Linked DNA regions of Mus musculus: region 2 is linked to region 1. Evidence: chromatin contacts called from public targeted proximity ligation data. All regions are on one chromosome and are shown on one strand. The core of a region is the stretch at or near the end of the contact, and the rest is flanking DNA. Distances in the headings are between cores, read along the strand shown.

Region 1 (7,102 bases), core at 3,153-5,652:
GTTCATCCATCCACAAACATAATATCATTCCCGTGTTTGGGCTGAAGCATGTAAAATGTTGACGGAGTCTGAGATTGAGATTGTCTGTTCTTAGGGGCTCAAAATGGTGGAAATGGTGGGGGGACAGCAGGCCCCCTGACATACAAGTCGATGCAGAGGCAGTTCAAAGCAGGAGATAGTCTGTAAGGACTCTGCCAAGTGGAGAGCCCCAGGTAGCCTTCCCAGAGCCACCTGCACAGTCCCGGAGCAAGAGGGGACTTCAGGGAGGATGCTGGAAGACAGCCCAAGCACTGCAAGTCAGGTCTCTCATGGGTGGCTTTCTGCTTGGCTTATTTTGGTTTTGGAACACACAACTGTTTAATTAATATCCACTCCTGGATCTCTCCAAAGACTGGGGATCAGAGAGTAAATTGAGAACGCAGTGGTTAGGAGAGCTGTCCCTGGTGTGGTCACCTAGCTGTAGAAGGTGACAGGTACAGGTGTGGAGCCCTTGAGGAGGCCAGGCAGATGTTGGGAGCCAAGCCAGAGTGATGCAACTTGTGCAGGCCCAGGCTGGTTAGGAAGGAGAGCAGACCTGGAAGTCACATCTGGAGAGTTAGTCCTTGGCATTCATTTGCGCTGGACCTTCAGGCCTCGCCACGGGTGGAACACCCAGGGGGACATTTATTGCCTGGGTAAGTCAGAGGTGACTGATTTCACTGAGTGTTAGCCTATAGCTAGCAGCAGAAAACTGTGGAATTGGGTAGAGAGCCATGTGTTTGGGAGAAGTTAACATTGAATGTGTATACAGGGTTTCAGTTTTTACAATGTGGGGGTATTTCTGAATGGCTCTAGAGTAACAATATGAATGGACTCAATACTACTCCACTGTGTAACTTAGTTAGTTACAGGCAAATTTAATGTTTTTTTTTCCCAAAGATAAAAGAGAGAAAATATATAAACTAGCAGCCGAGAATGAAGGTTCCAGAGGGGGAACGGGTTGCCTACAAGAAAAACTGCTTTTGAGCCCAAACGGCCCTGCTTTTCAGCAACTCTACTGGTTGCTAATATTTTGCTTTGTTTTTTGCCACCATGAACCTCTTTGGCAAAACTGAGATAGTGAGTCCTACCTCCACACTGTGGTCTAGTTGAAAACAGTTACCTTGTCCAGACACAGATCCAGGCACACACTGGGCTCTAAGTCAGAGGTTCTCAACCTGTGGCTTGTGACCCCTTTGGCAAACCTCTATCTCCAAATATACATTATGATTCATAACGGTAGAAAAATTACAGTTATGAAGTAGTAACAAAAAGTGTTATGATTGAAGGTCACCACAACATTAGGAACTGTGTTGTACTAGAAAGGTTACAAACCCCTGGCCTAAATAAAGAGAGATTAGTATGTCTGTAGAAGGTCTGTCTGGGTTTGTTCTGCCTGAATGCCCACATCTCCATCAGGAACTTTTGTGGGGTTGGTTTGTGTCGCTTGTTTTTGTCGTTGTTGTTGTTGTTGCTATCTTGTTTCATTTTTTGATAGGGTTTCACGTTGCCCAGGCTGGCCTCAACTAGGATGTAGCCAAGGATGGCCTTGAGTTTCTGATCTTCTACCACCTGAGCCCTGGGATTACGAAGCCTGACCCCTGTGGGGAGGGAACCCAGAGCCTTGTGTGTCATAGGCAAGGATTCTCCCAGGGGAGCCTCAGCATCAGACCTATCTCTTCCTTGGCAAACAGAGGCACAAATATTACAAGGTTGTTACCTTCCTGAATTACCTAATGAAACCCTATCTCAGAGAGAGAGAGAGAGAGAGAGAGAGAGAGAGAGAGAGAGAAGAGAGCACTACTGTCCCCTCCCGTGTCTATTGGTTACATTATTATCCATCCCAGCCTCTAGTTTATATAAATGGTTGGCTGTGTTTCTAAGAGTGTGCTGTGAGAATCCGTCCAAGTCTCCTGATTGGATTGGCCCTCTGCAGAGTGCACAGAAAGGCGGGGGTGCATCTGGGCAACAAGAGGCTCCCACCTGCTTTCCAGAAGCAATACCCGGCCCCTTTAAAGTGTGCTTAGTGCCTAGCCTTTGTTTCATATTCTGCATTCTAAGGAGACTAAAGCCCTCAGAGTGAAGGGCTCCTTTGTGGGGTGCTTTCAAATTTAAATGTTCATTTATTGGGTAAAAATGGACTGGCCAGTCTTTTGAGAGTGCAAGGCTTTTTAGAGGGAACTAAAGCTGTATGGAGTCTGGAGCACTCGCTGGATGTCTGGGAAGGGTCTGGAACTAACACAGGTAGGCCTGGGCCGCTCCGTCCGCTCTTCTAAGACAAACGAGAAAGGGCATGGATTACTTTCTTCTCCTTTTCTGTTTTGCGTTCTGTGGTGCAGCCTGCTGGCCTCAAACTCACCATCCCCCACCTTAGCCTCCCAAATCCTGACCTTACAGATTTTGCCACCACAATCACTTTCTTTCCGTGTTTTCGTGATGGACTCAGGTCTGACACTTGGACAGACGCTGTTAGAGTTTAGTCTGCGTTAGTACGTGTTGCGGTTGGCTAGCGGTCCTGTTTACCATGGCTGAGATCTCAGGCAAGACTTAACTTGTCTTGGCGACCACACAGGCAGAGAGAAAGCGCTATGAGCTTCAGGCATTCATCGTATGCTATTACGATTCATTCACTCGTGGTGGCTGCAGAGATGGCTCCGTGGTTAAACGCTTGCTACTTTATCATGAGAACCAGAGCCTGGATCCCAGCAGCCATATCACATCAGGTGGCTTATAGATGCCTGTAACTCCGGCCCTGCAGCTGTCCTGTGTGTCTCTGGCCTCTAAGGGCATTCATGCACATACACGTGAACAGAAACACGTGCATAAATAAACGTAAAACAAACCTCTGACCCTAAGAGTAACGTTCTTACCATACAAGCTCCTGTTTTTGAGCATTAAAGTTTGTTTGGTTTTGGTGCCAAGAATTGAACATGGGGTTTCCCAAAGCCAGAACACACTGCCAGTGGGCTGTATCCCCAGCCCCCTTTTCTTAATGGTGTCTGTTATATCCTTGGATACATGAAAGGCATTGAGATATGAGCATGTATATGAACGCGAGTGTGTATGTGCATACGTGTGTGTGTGTGTGTGTGTTTGTGTGTGTGTGTGTTTGTGTATCCAAACATAGGAGCTTGTATGGTAAAAACATTACTCTCAGGGTCAGAATGGGTCAGAAACGTATTTTATTTTTATTTATGTTTATATATTTACGTGTGTGTGTGTGTGTGTGTGTGTGTATCACAGTACTAACTAATCTATTTTTTCACACTTCCTGCCACCTGACCCCCTAGGATGGCGTGCTCACCATTAAGCTGGGCGGGGATCTAGGGACCTACGTGATCAACAAGCAGACCCCAAACAAGCAAATCTGGCTGTCTTCTCCTTCCAGGTATGTTCAGAAGTCAAAATCCATAAGGGGTAAACTCATCTGGAATGCGGTGTTGGGGACCGTTTGAGAGGGAGTCAGTCACTGGCTTTGCCGTGACTTTACGGCTGTCTGCCTCGGCAGGGAGGCTGGCTTGTAGTTGAACCCTTCTCCTCATTGATACCCGGGTTGCTATGCAACTCAGGCATCAGGATGTTGACAAGACCTGAAGCAGAAGGAACTGTTCAGAGCCTGGCCCAGACTGGTTTTCTCCAGTATATCATTCCCCAGAAGAGAAAAACCACTGGCTTGCCTTTGAAAATGATACTTTTGCCAGACACAGTCTTAACATAGCTATAGTCCCAGCACTCAAGAAGTAGAGGCAAGAATTCAAGGCCTGCCTTGGCTACATAGCCAGTTCAAAGGCTAGTCTGAGCTATCATGTAAGACCCTATAGCAAAAGCAAATAAGCAAATCTGGTCCATATAGTGCGTTCCAGGATAGCCAGGGCTATCCATAAGCCACTTTTGTTAGGTACAGTGGCACATACCTGCGATTAAAAATAATAATCATTCATTCATTCATTCATTCATTAAAAAGCTACTTTGAGGGAACTAGAGAGATGGCTCAGTTTGCTCTAGAAATCCTGAGTTCATTTCCCAGCAGCTACTTAGTGGCTCACAACCATCTCTGATGGGATCTGATGCCCTCTTCTGGTCTGTCTGAAGAGAGCGATAGTGTACTCACATACATACAATAAATAAATAGATCTTTAAAAAAAAAAAAAGCTACTTTGAAGGCTGAGGGCATATCTCAGTGGGAGAGTGCTTATCCAGTAATCTATAAGCCCTGGATTCAGTTTCCAAAATGGAAAGGTAGGAAGGAGAAAGAGGGAGGAATTTTTTATATTGTAGTATCTGAGAAAACTTGCACTTTGTCCTCAAAGTAAGTTAAACTTTAACTCCTGGCCTACTTTGAAGGTCTCTGTAACTCTGCTGGCAGAGCTGGGCTCTGACTCTGTCACAACGGGACGGGACGGTGATTTTTATCAGCAGCCCCAGGGCCCCCAGCCTCATGCCTGCCTGCCCCGTGGCAATGCCTGCAGTTGAAGGAGCAGCAGGATGCACTGCAGTCAGACCCTGTCTCAGAACTAAGGACTTACTGATAAGTATACAGCTGCTGCCTCAGTGGTCTGGGAACAGCCTAGCGATGCCCACAGGGAGCCTTCACACTAACCTCCCTGAGGCTCAACAGCAGTACTGAAGGAGACATTTTGAAGGAGCCGTGGGAAATCTCAGCTAGAAGCAGTGTGGAATTCTTTGGAAGCCTAATGGTATTGGCAGTTTTTAAAAGGTGCCAAGGTGTGGCTCAGTGGCAAAGAACTTGCCTAGCATGTGAGAGAAGGCCCTGGGTTGGAATACCACCACAACAAACACACAGCAAACAAAATGGTTACCACTCAGGCTGGAGAGATGGCTTAAGAGCCCTTCTGCTCCAGCACAAGGGCTAGAGTTCAAATCCTGGCATCCGTGTCAGGGTAGTCACTTACAAGAAACTCCAAGGAAACTCTTTTTAAACCCGTAATTGGAGCTGGAGAGATGGCTCAGTGGTTAAGAGCACTCACCAACTCCTCTTCCAGAGGACCCAGGTTCAATTCCCAGCACCCACATAGCACCTCACAACTATCTGTAATTCCAGGTCCAGGAGATCTGACACCCTCACACAGATAAATATGCAAACAAAACACCAATGCATATAAAACAAATACATTTAAAACCTGTAATTTTAGGTGCTAGAGAGATGGCTGAGTGGTTAAGAGCGCTGACTGCACTTCCAAAGGTCCTGAGGTCAATCCCCAGCAACCACATGGTGGCCCACGACCATCTATAAAGGGATCTGATGCCCTCCTCTGGTCTGCAGGTATACTTGCAGACAGAGCACTCATATATCAAAACAACATAAAAGCAGTTAATTTAAAAACCAGATTATCTGTTTTAAAAACTAATGTATATGAGAGGCTTGGGGGGGCGTCTCATAAGTAACCCCGCTTCATCACAATTACGTCATAAAGGGGGACGGGCCTTTATATGTCTGTGGGTGTGGATATGGATGTGGTTGAGTGTCCATACCTACAGTAGCCAGCAGAGGGAGCCAGATCTTCTGGAGCTGTAGTCACAAGCAGTTGTAAGCAGCCCAGGGTAGTGAAAGACATCAAACCAGTCCTGCGGAAGAGCAGCAAGCGTCCTTAACCACTGAGCCCTCTCTCCATCACCCCGGAAGTAATATCATATTTATCCAGACTGTCTTTCACAGGGCCATGATTATAACTTCTTATTTCAGAAGAAAACCTTTGAGGTCCTGTGGAGACAGAATTTCCTGGCCCCCTTGCCATAGAATGTGGGGGACGCCTGGGCCCCAGAATCTGGGCGCAGAACCCTGGACAATGTGGAGGGGTCTTGAGTTGTTCCAACTCTACCTGAGAGCAGGGCTGTGGTGCAGGATCAAAGAACATTCTTTGGTTTCTCCTGGTTTTGTTTTGCTTTCATGTGACCGGGGTACTTTGTGTTCAGAGAGGTTTCTGCTCTTGTAACGGAAGCCCTGCCTGTCCATTTGCCCTTTTCTCTGTATGTCCAGCATTTGATTGGCAGTATTAAAAGCCCTCGTGTATCTATACCTACACAAGATACTTCCCATCTCTTCCCTCTACCCTGCCTTCCCACCACACCTCAGTCTCCTCATGGTTTTGTGATGCTGGAGATCTAACAATGCGGTCACCACGCTGGGACCGCTCAAGCACTGTGCTGCTAAGCTGTGTCCCCACTCTTCTAGTGTGGGGTTCTTCGAAAGTTCCCTCGAGTGTTCTCAGTGGTGAACTCTCAGGGTTCATTGTCTGTTACTGTGTCCACTGTTCTCCAGGCCATGAGGAGCTAGAACGTGAGACAAGGGTCTTATACATCTGGAATAACAAATCATGGCCAACACCAGCTACCGATTTGTCCGCAGTACCGTGTATTAGTCAGCTTCACATCGCTACCCTGAATACCTGAGACAAGTTACCGATAAAAGGGAAAGGTTTCTTTATCTCGTGGTTTTCAAGGTTCAGGGTCCAAGACTGAGGAATGCAAGGGACGGCTACTTTAGCCTCTTATACAATGGTGTACCCTGATGGGAGAATGTGTAGGAACAATGTCCCATCTTAGGATGGGAAGCAGAGAAAGATCAGACAGGTCCCCCATTTCCTTTTGTGGACACATCGCAATGACCCCAGGAAGTCACTCCTCTTAAAGGTAGCAAAAGGAGGTAGTATAAAACCGCATCCCAAATGCTTTCTCCTCTCACCTGAAGAGTGGGGTAGATGCAGCAACAGAACGGGAAGGAAGGGGACACACTGATAGAGCTCTCAATTTCACAGCTTTAATTTTCAATAAAGAAAACTACTTTTAGCTAGAAATTATGGAGCAAGCCAGTAATCCCAACACTTGAGCGATAAAGGCAAGAAAATCAAGAGTTCAGGGTTATCCTTGGCTATAGAAGGAATTGGAGGCTAGCTGAGGCTATGGGAGACCCTGTCGAAAGAAGAAAGTTTTGTTTTGTTGGTTTTTTGAGGCAGGGTCTTAACTTGTGTGCTGGCTGGTTTTGTGTGTCAACTTGACACAGGCTGGAGTTATCACAGAGAAAGGAGCCTTCCTTGAGGAAATGCCTCCATGAGATCCAGCTGTG
Region 2 (7,178 bases), core at 3,984-6,483, 350 kb before region 1:
AATGGTTTGGCTGGGGCATCTCTTTTGATGATGGTATATAAGGAATAATGCATGAAAGAAATCCAGTATTCCCCTTCCAGAAAGCATCCCCACACCATGCTAATGTTATTCTTGATGCATCAATGCAAGGGCTCTCGATGCATGCTAAGCCAGATGTTTTCCTTTTTTTTTAACAATCTAGTCATTGTGTGTCTTCTCCAGAATCACTTCTTATAACACAAAGGGAAGGTTTAGAATGAAGAAGGCAAAATGGCAGGCACCATTAGTATCTGCTACAGACTATTTACTGGGGGCCAGGGGATTCCCTCGGACTCCGAGTAAAGAGCTCAACTCAAAATCAGTTAATGTCCCCACTAACGGGGCTCAGTGGCAGGGGTTGCTCCTTAGGTGCTATACCAATGAGGACACAATTTGTACATATTAGAACCTTATCAGGAGTGAACACTAAACAACCCCCCAGCCAGGAAAATGCTAGCAACATGCTAGCTTACGTGCTTTGAACATAACATCTTCAAAGGCACGAGCGGGACACCAGAAGTAGATAATGAAGCCTATTGCTGGAGACACTGCATGCTTTAAATGAGATCACAGAAATGGAGCTGAGGCTGAAAGTCCCCTATTGGCAAGTTTCCATACTGCTGGACAGTACTATGTAGGCTGCTGGGAGGGGAAAGTCAGCAGTAATCTCTCTCAGCTATGGGCCCTGTCTTAGTTAGGGTTTTACTGCTGTGAACAGACACCATGACCAAGGCAACTCTTATAAAGGACATTTAACTGGGGCTGGCTTACAGGTTCACAGGTTCAGTCCATTATTGTCAAGGCAGGAGCATGGCAGCATCCAGGCAGGCATGATGCAGGAGGAGCTGAGAGTTCTACATCTTCATCTGAAGGCTGCTAGGAGAAGACTCTTTGAGAGAGCTAAGATGAGGGTATTAAAGCCCCACCCACAGTGACACACCCACTCCAACAAGGCCACACCCTGGGTCAAGCAAATACAAACCATCACAGACTCTGCAGGTGCAATTCTGACCCGTCAGGCAAAGTATGCTCACCGGGTCAATAGTGAAAAGAATGTTTTGGGGCTAAATAAGCACTATCCAGTTTGATCTGTGGTCTGCTCTGTGGGATGGGCTAGGTCTGCAAACCTGTTCAAAGCCTGTGGCTGGCAGGGTCCCAGGCCTGAGGGATGTACTGCCGATGTGTTGATAGATGGAAATGTAGCCAAATTGCCTCCCAGATGAGTGTGTTTACTCCTGTAGATAGTGCCACTGTCAGCTTCGACCAGAGACGCTTTTGTAGTGCAGAGAGCAACGAAGAATGCAGCCTCACAATGGTCAAAGTGCTGAGAATACATTGAGTGCTCAGCCCTGAACAAGACGTCTATGTCACACACACACACACACACACACACACACACACACACACACTACACTAAGGTTGGGAATGTGGCAGAACATGGAGAGGAAGATAGGGAAAGCATAAGAATGTGGAGAAGGAGTGCTATGAAACCCTCTCTTTCTGGGTGTAGTACGCCATCATAATTGTAAACACACAGCAACTACACCTACTGGCACAAGACCTACAACCCCACAAGAAGACACAGGCATTGGGGGTACTCGTTGGAAAGAAGAAAGAAATCCGCAAGAGTAGGAAGGAGTGAGATTGGGCAGTGGGGGTTGGATAAGATTACAACACATTCTTCATGCACATGTAGTTGTCAACAGTAAAAGACAATGGTGATGGGTTGTCCTGAAGAAGAGGAGACCGAGGAAGCAGGGTAGCTGAGGAGAAGTACCTGACCCCAGTACAGAGCAGCATTGGACAGGTTAGTAAAACTTAGATCTGTCCAGTAATGCATTCGTAGTGACATTAAATTCCCAAATAGGATTACTGCACAGTGTCTTTGTTCTACAGAGAAACTTGCCACGCTGGGAATCCCAATATCTGTGGTCTATCTATCTCCAGTCTCTTCAAGCAATAATGGAGCTGCTAAGCATCTCCACATACATGTACACACAAACAAATATATTAAAATGTGTTCATTGCTAAGTGTACGTACTCTGTAATGTTTTGGATTATACATATCATAATTACATCACAAAAGTTAAGAATAAAAAGGAAAGGCACAGCTATCCAACCTACACACAAGCAGGGGAGTGTCTAACCACTGAAAACCTATCCATTGTTTCTTTCTTAAGGTCAGGTGTTGTAAATGTATGTTTTCTAGCCTCTGAATCCCATCCCGATGAAATGTCAAAATAGGAAACAGGCTAAGTCCTAGCCTCCCGCTCTGAAGGCTCTTAGGAATGTTCAGTATCCGCTGTAAATTGAAAAGGTGGAATGTTTAGAGAGGAATTCGCTTCTTTTAAATCCAGGTACTCAAGTAGAAAGCTGCCTGCAGGCAATCCTGTGCCCTGGTCACTGTGGGCAGCTTCCAGGGCCAGCTGCCCTGCTGAGAAAAGCTGCAGTCTCATGCATAAGCCATTCACAAGGCAATACCTGCAGCCTTAGCAGGTCCCAACAGTCAGAACACTGCAGTGGGCTGAGGATACACCCCCTCGAGCTCTGCGCAATGCCCTCTGGAGCTTCAGTCTCTACAGCAATGGTTCTCAACCCTCCTAATGCTGTGGTCCTTTAATACAGTTGTGGTGACCCCCCAGCCATGAATCTATTCTGTTACTACTTTATAATTGTAATTTTGCTACTTTTATGAACTGTAATGGAAATATCTGTTTTCCAGTGGTCTCAGGTGACCCGTGTGGAAAGAGCGTTCAAGTCCCAAAGGGGTCTCAACCCACTGGTTGAGAACCACTGCTTTTCAACTTCCTAATTGGTTAGTCCAGTGGCTTCTGCTTGAACCATTGATGGCTAAAACTTGTCCGCCAGTGTATCCAGTTCTGAATAGCGGGAGTAACATGAGCACCTTGTCTCTTCAGACCCAGGCATTGGAAGGAAATGTGTTTCCTTTCCCCCAAGCATCTAGTACATTTTTAATGAAGAAAAAAATAAAAATAAATAAAAATATCAGAGCAAGCAAGATGTGGCAGGTGTTTGGAGTTCTAGATAACCAGAGAAGGTGGGTGAATCATCAAAGCATGAGAGCCTAGGCTGTTCGGGCAGCATAGCAAGATCTGTTTCACACACACACACACACACACACACACACACACACACACACTCACACACACACCCTGAAATTAACTTTAAGTATAGTGAGTAAAGCATTTCAGGCCTTCAGCAGAGCTTTCTCTATATAACGTCGTTTAGAAATCACAGAAATTTACGTTTGAAAGGCACTATGTTTATTACCTTCTGAGATACCTCCCTTTTGTAGCTATATTTTAAAAATAAACAATAAAACAGTAGGGCATGCACAGGAAGTATGTGCATAGGATTTCTTTATGTGCACCTAGACAGTATCAAAAGGAAAATGTCAAGGGTATTCATTCCTACACACTGGAACTAAGGGGCTGACTAAGGAAGTGTCTGCTTCCCACCTTACATATTTTGTTAATGTTTGAATATTTTTTTAGAAAATACTACAGGCTATTTTTTCAATGTTCAAAACATTTCTCTCACCAGACACGGTAGCCCACACCTTCAATTCCAGGTGCCCAAGTTAAGAACTGCCATTAGAGGTGTAGTGGTTTGGTCTGGGGCTGCTACACATTCAAATGCTAAATTCTGTACCCTAAGATCTGGTTTCCCCAACAAGGAGACCCTCATGGACACCACGTGATGCTATGTAAATCTCGTTCCCCAATTTGAAAGTATTGGTTAAATAAAACTGGTAACAGCCAATTACTGGAGGGAGTGTGGTATAGAGAGAGGTGAAGTTTCATGAGAGGAGATAAACCACAAGCATGTGGCCAGGTAACTCAAAACCTCTTATCTCTTACCCAACCATAGGCTTTAGCCTTTTATTGACCACTTAACTTGGGAAGCAAGGTTACATAGCATCACTCAGTGTAGATGGGAATCTCCTTGTCCCTGAGGATCTCTTTCTTGGGGACAACCAGATCTTGGGGTACAGAATTTAGCATCTGAATGTATAGCAGCCCCAGACCAAACCCACTACTTAGAGGCACTCCTGTCTTCTGGCCGTGTCACAGTGCACAGCCTCCTATGAACACGCCAGCTGCTCCTGTTGTTAGAGGCAGGAGCCACATAGATATTCCTGTGTGCTCAGAATTCTGAGGCAGGTCAATCTCTGAGTTTGAGATCAGCTTGGTCTTCATAGGGAGTTCCACGCTAGTCAGAACTAGATAGTAAGACTCTGCCTCAATTTTTTTTTTCCTTTGCCCTAAATGATTGAACAAAAGAGAGAAGTCACATACACGGGTAACATGTGAGGGCCTGCACCCTGGACAGCCTAGGGTACGTCCACTCCTTGTGCACAACAAGAAATCACTACCCCATGCCAGCCCTTCAGTTCCCCACACTTTCCTCCCTGCTAAATGTTTCTATTTCTTTCTTCTGTGTCTTAGTTGGCAGGAGGCCAAGGAGACATATATTAACAATAAAAAGGGAAGCCAGGGCTATCCAACCAATACATGATCCGAGGAGTGTCTAAACACTGAAGGCCTAGCTATTGTCTCCTTCTTAAGGTCAGATATTGCAATGTTATCTTTTCTAGTCTCTAAATCCCATCTTGATGAAATGTCAAAATAGGAAACAGGCTAGGCCTCTGACACCTGCTCCTGACACCCCGCCGCTCTCCACTGAAGCAGAGTGATGCCCCAGCTTAAAGAGAAGTCCAACCAAACGCAACAGTGGCACCCAGCCGAGTGTTCAGTGGTCACAAACCATGGGCACCTGTAGCGCCTGGCCCAGCATTTGAGGGTGCTCTACTGAAGGACTTCTTCAGGAACAGGCAAAAGCAGGCCAGCAGGCTATCCACTGGGCTCTTGTCAGAACTCAGGTGTGTTCTCACAACATTTGGCAAACCTGGCTGACTCATCAGTGATCAGCCAGGGCAAGGATGACAAGGGCGTCATGTGATGTCCCAACTGGGAAAAGCCTGTGTCATGCCTTGAAGATTCTAGTTCGCTATTTATAGTGAGGGTGACTGTGTCTGCTCACTCATTCACCACATCCTTTGTCCTTGTGTACTTATTAATAATGTCCCCTCTTAAATGTGCCCCCCCATTGGGATGACACAGAGCATCGTCATCCCTAGTAGTTCCATTTCTCATTGCTGTCCCAGAAGACCTTACAGAAGCAGTTGTTCTGTAAGGGAGGAGAGGTTGATTTTGACTGACAGTTTAAAGGGGGCGGGACAGTCAGTCGTGGCTGGATCTGTGGCAGTATCTTGTGGCTGGGCTTCTTTGTATCTTAGCAGATCAGGAAGCAGAAAGGGTGGGCCGGAAGCAGAGAGCTTGGGACAGAAGCACGGCTGGCCTTCAACCCTAAAGACCCATCATCCCTCCTGGTTATGTCAACCATCTCTGTCCTATGTCCCAAAGGTCCACAATTCCTGTACTGGCTGGTTTTGTGTGTCAACTTGGCACAAGCTGGAGTTACCACAGAGAAAGGAGCCTCTGTTGAGGAAATGCCTCCATGAGATCCAGCTGTAAGGCATTTTCTTAATTAGTGACCAAGAGGGGAGGGCTCATTGAGAGTGGTGCCATCCTTGGGCTGGTCGTCCTGGGTTCAATAAGAAGGCAAGCTGAGCAAGCCAGTGGAAGCAATCCAGTACACAGCATCCCTCCATTGCCTCCAAGTTCCTACCCTGTGTGAGGTCTAGTCCCGACTTCTTTTGGTGATGAACAGCAATGTGGAAGTATAAGCTGAATAAACCCTTTCCTCCCCAACTTGCTTCTTGGTCATGATGTTTTGTGCCAGAATAGAAACCCTGACTAAGACACCTCCTAAAATGGCAGTGGACTGAGGATTTTAAACACCTTAGAGCCTGTGATGGACTTTCAACCATTCAAATCATAACATTATAAATCCATTAGCACCATCTTCACACAGATGTGTTCTTTATATCCAAAAAGGAATTTACCCTAGCTTCAGCAAAATCTAAAGCACTTCCAACCATTTCAGAACCAAAAGATGAGGCAGCTGCTAAAGTAGATTTTTTTTTCTCTCTGAAATCACCTAGCCATCTTTAAGGCGATCCCTAACATCTCGCTGGGAAGCCTTGAATTCCATTCCTTGAGCTGATTCCAACTGTTCCGTGAGGTTAAGAGCATAGCCATAGCATATTTTCTCTTCTCCATCCTATCAGTCTGCTTCTCCTAAAACTCCCTCCCCACCTCTCTCACTCAGGAAACTTTATTCTCCAGTCACTAGGAGAACTGAGGCTAAGGGTAAGAGCTTTGCGGTGCATTGGCAATAATCAAAACTAGAGTGAAGTGATCAGAAACATCCACTCTGCCACTTACCAGACTTGGAAATATTTCTCTACTCTATGCCCCAGTTGATGGTACTATTGATGATAGTCTTTCCCAGGGAGGCTAACAGCAGGTTTAAATGAGTTGGGAGGTAGCATCTTTTTGATATTTAGGCAATAGAAAGGCAAATTGACCCTGATTCTGTGGCTCTTTGCTGGAGTAAACAGAGGAAAGCACATACACAAGAGAGACATGGGTGGATCTGCTTGGCAGAGTTGACCACTGAATGTGCCTTGGTTTTGGAAACATAATCAAAGAACAGTGTTCTATCACCTGAGGTAAGCCACCCATTACAGACAATGGTCAACCATCCTTTCCTAGATGCATGCTCTGGACACCTGCCTGCCCTCTCTTTCTTCTTTGTAAACAGAGGCCAGAACAGACCAGCTTCGACCGCACCAGGAGTGAGTTTAATGGCTGCTCCTCTGAATGCTGCTCAACAGCACAGTGACCAAGAGGGAAATAAGGACACTCCTGACCACTGCCTCTTGCTCATTCCCATGGGACCCCAGAGCATTTCTCTGAGCATGCTACTGAAGAGCATTGCCTATGACTTCTTCAGCCAGTCTATCACCAATCATTTTATTGTTGTGGTGGTGGTGGTGGTGGTGGTTGTTGTCATCGTCGTCGTCATTGTCGCTATTATTAGTAACAAAGCAGATTGAATACTTGGAGGAGACAGAGATCTTTACTAGATTGGATCTATGAACAAAATACAAATTAGACTGAACAGTGTCTTTTTCTTTAATTCCAACTTTTCCACTTTCTTTAGCTGTCCTT

The links.
Region 2: a contact with region 1 is called in a targeted proximity ligation map of pancreatic cancer cells. A contact is called at or near these places in 4 of 130 datasets of targeted methods (embryonic basal ganglia, embryonic hindbrain, neural tube and 1 more).

Annotation. Positions count from the first base shown.
Region 1 is chr19:24,263,606-24,270,707 of GRCm38.p6, reverse strand. It overlaps Fxn (frataxin), which reads left to right. Exons shown (of 5, transcript NM_008044.3): 4 at 3,309-3,406. Among named protein-coding and RNA genes, the nearest start is that of Fxn, 13 kb to the left of the region's middle.
Region 2 is chr19:24,613,901-24,621,078 of GRCm38.p6, reverse strand. No RefSeq gene overlaps it. Among named protein-coding and RNA genes, the nearest start is that of Tmem252, 57 kb to the left of the region's middle.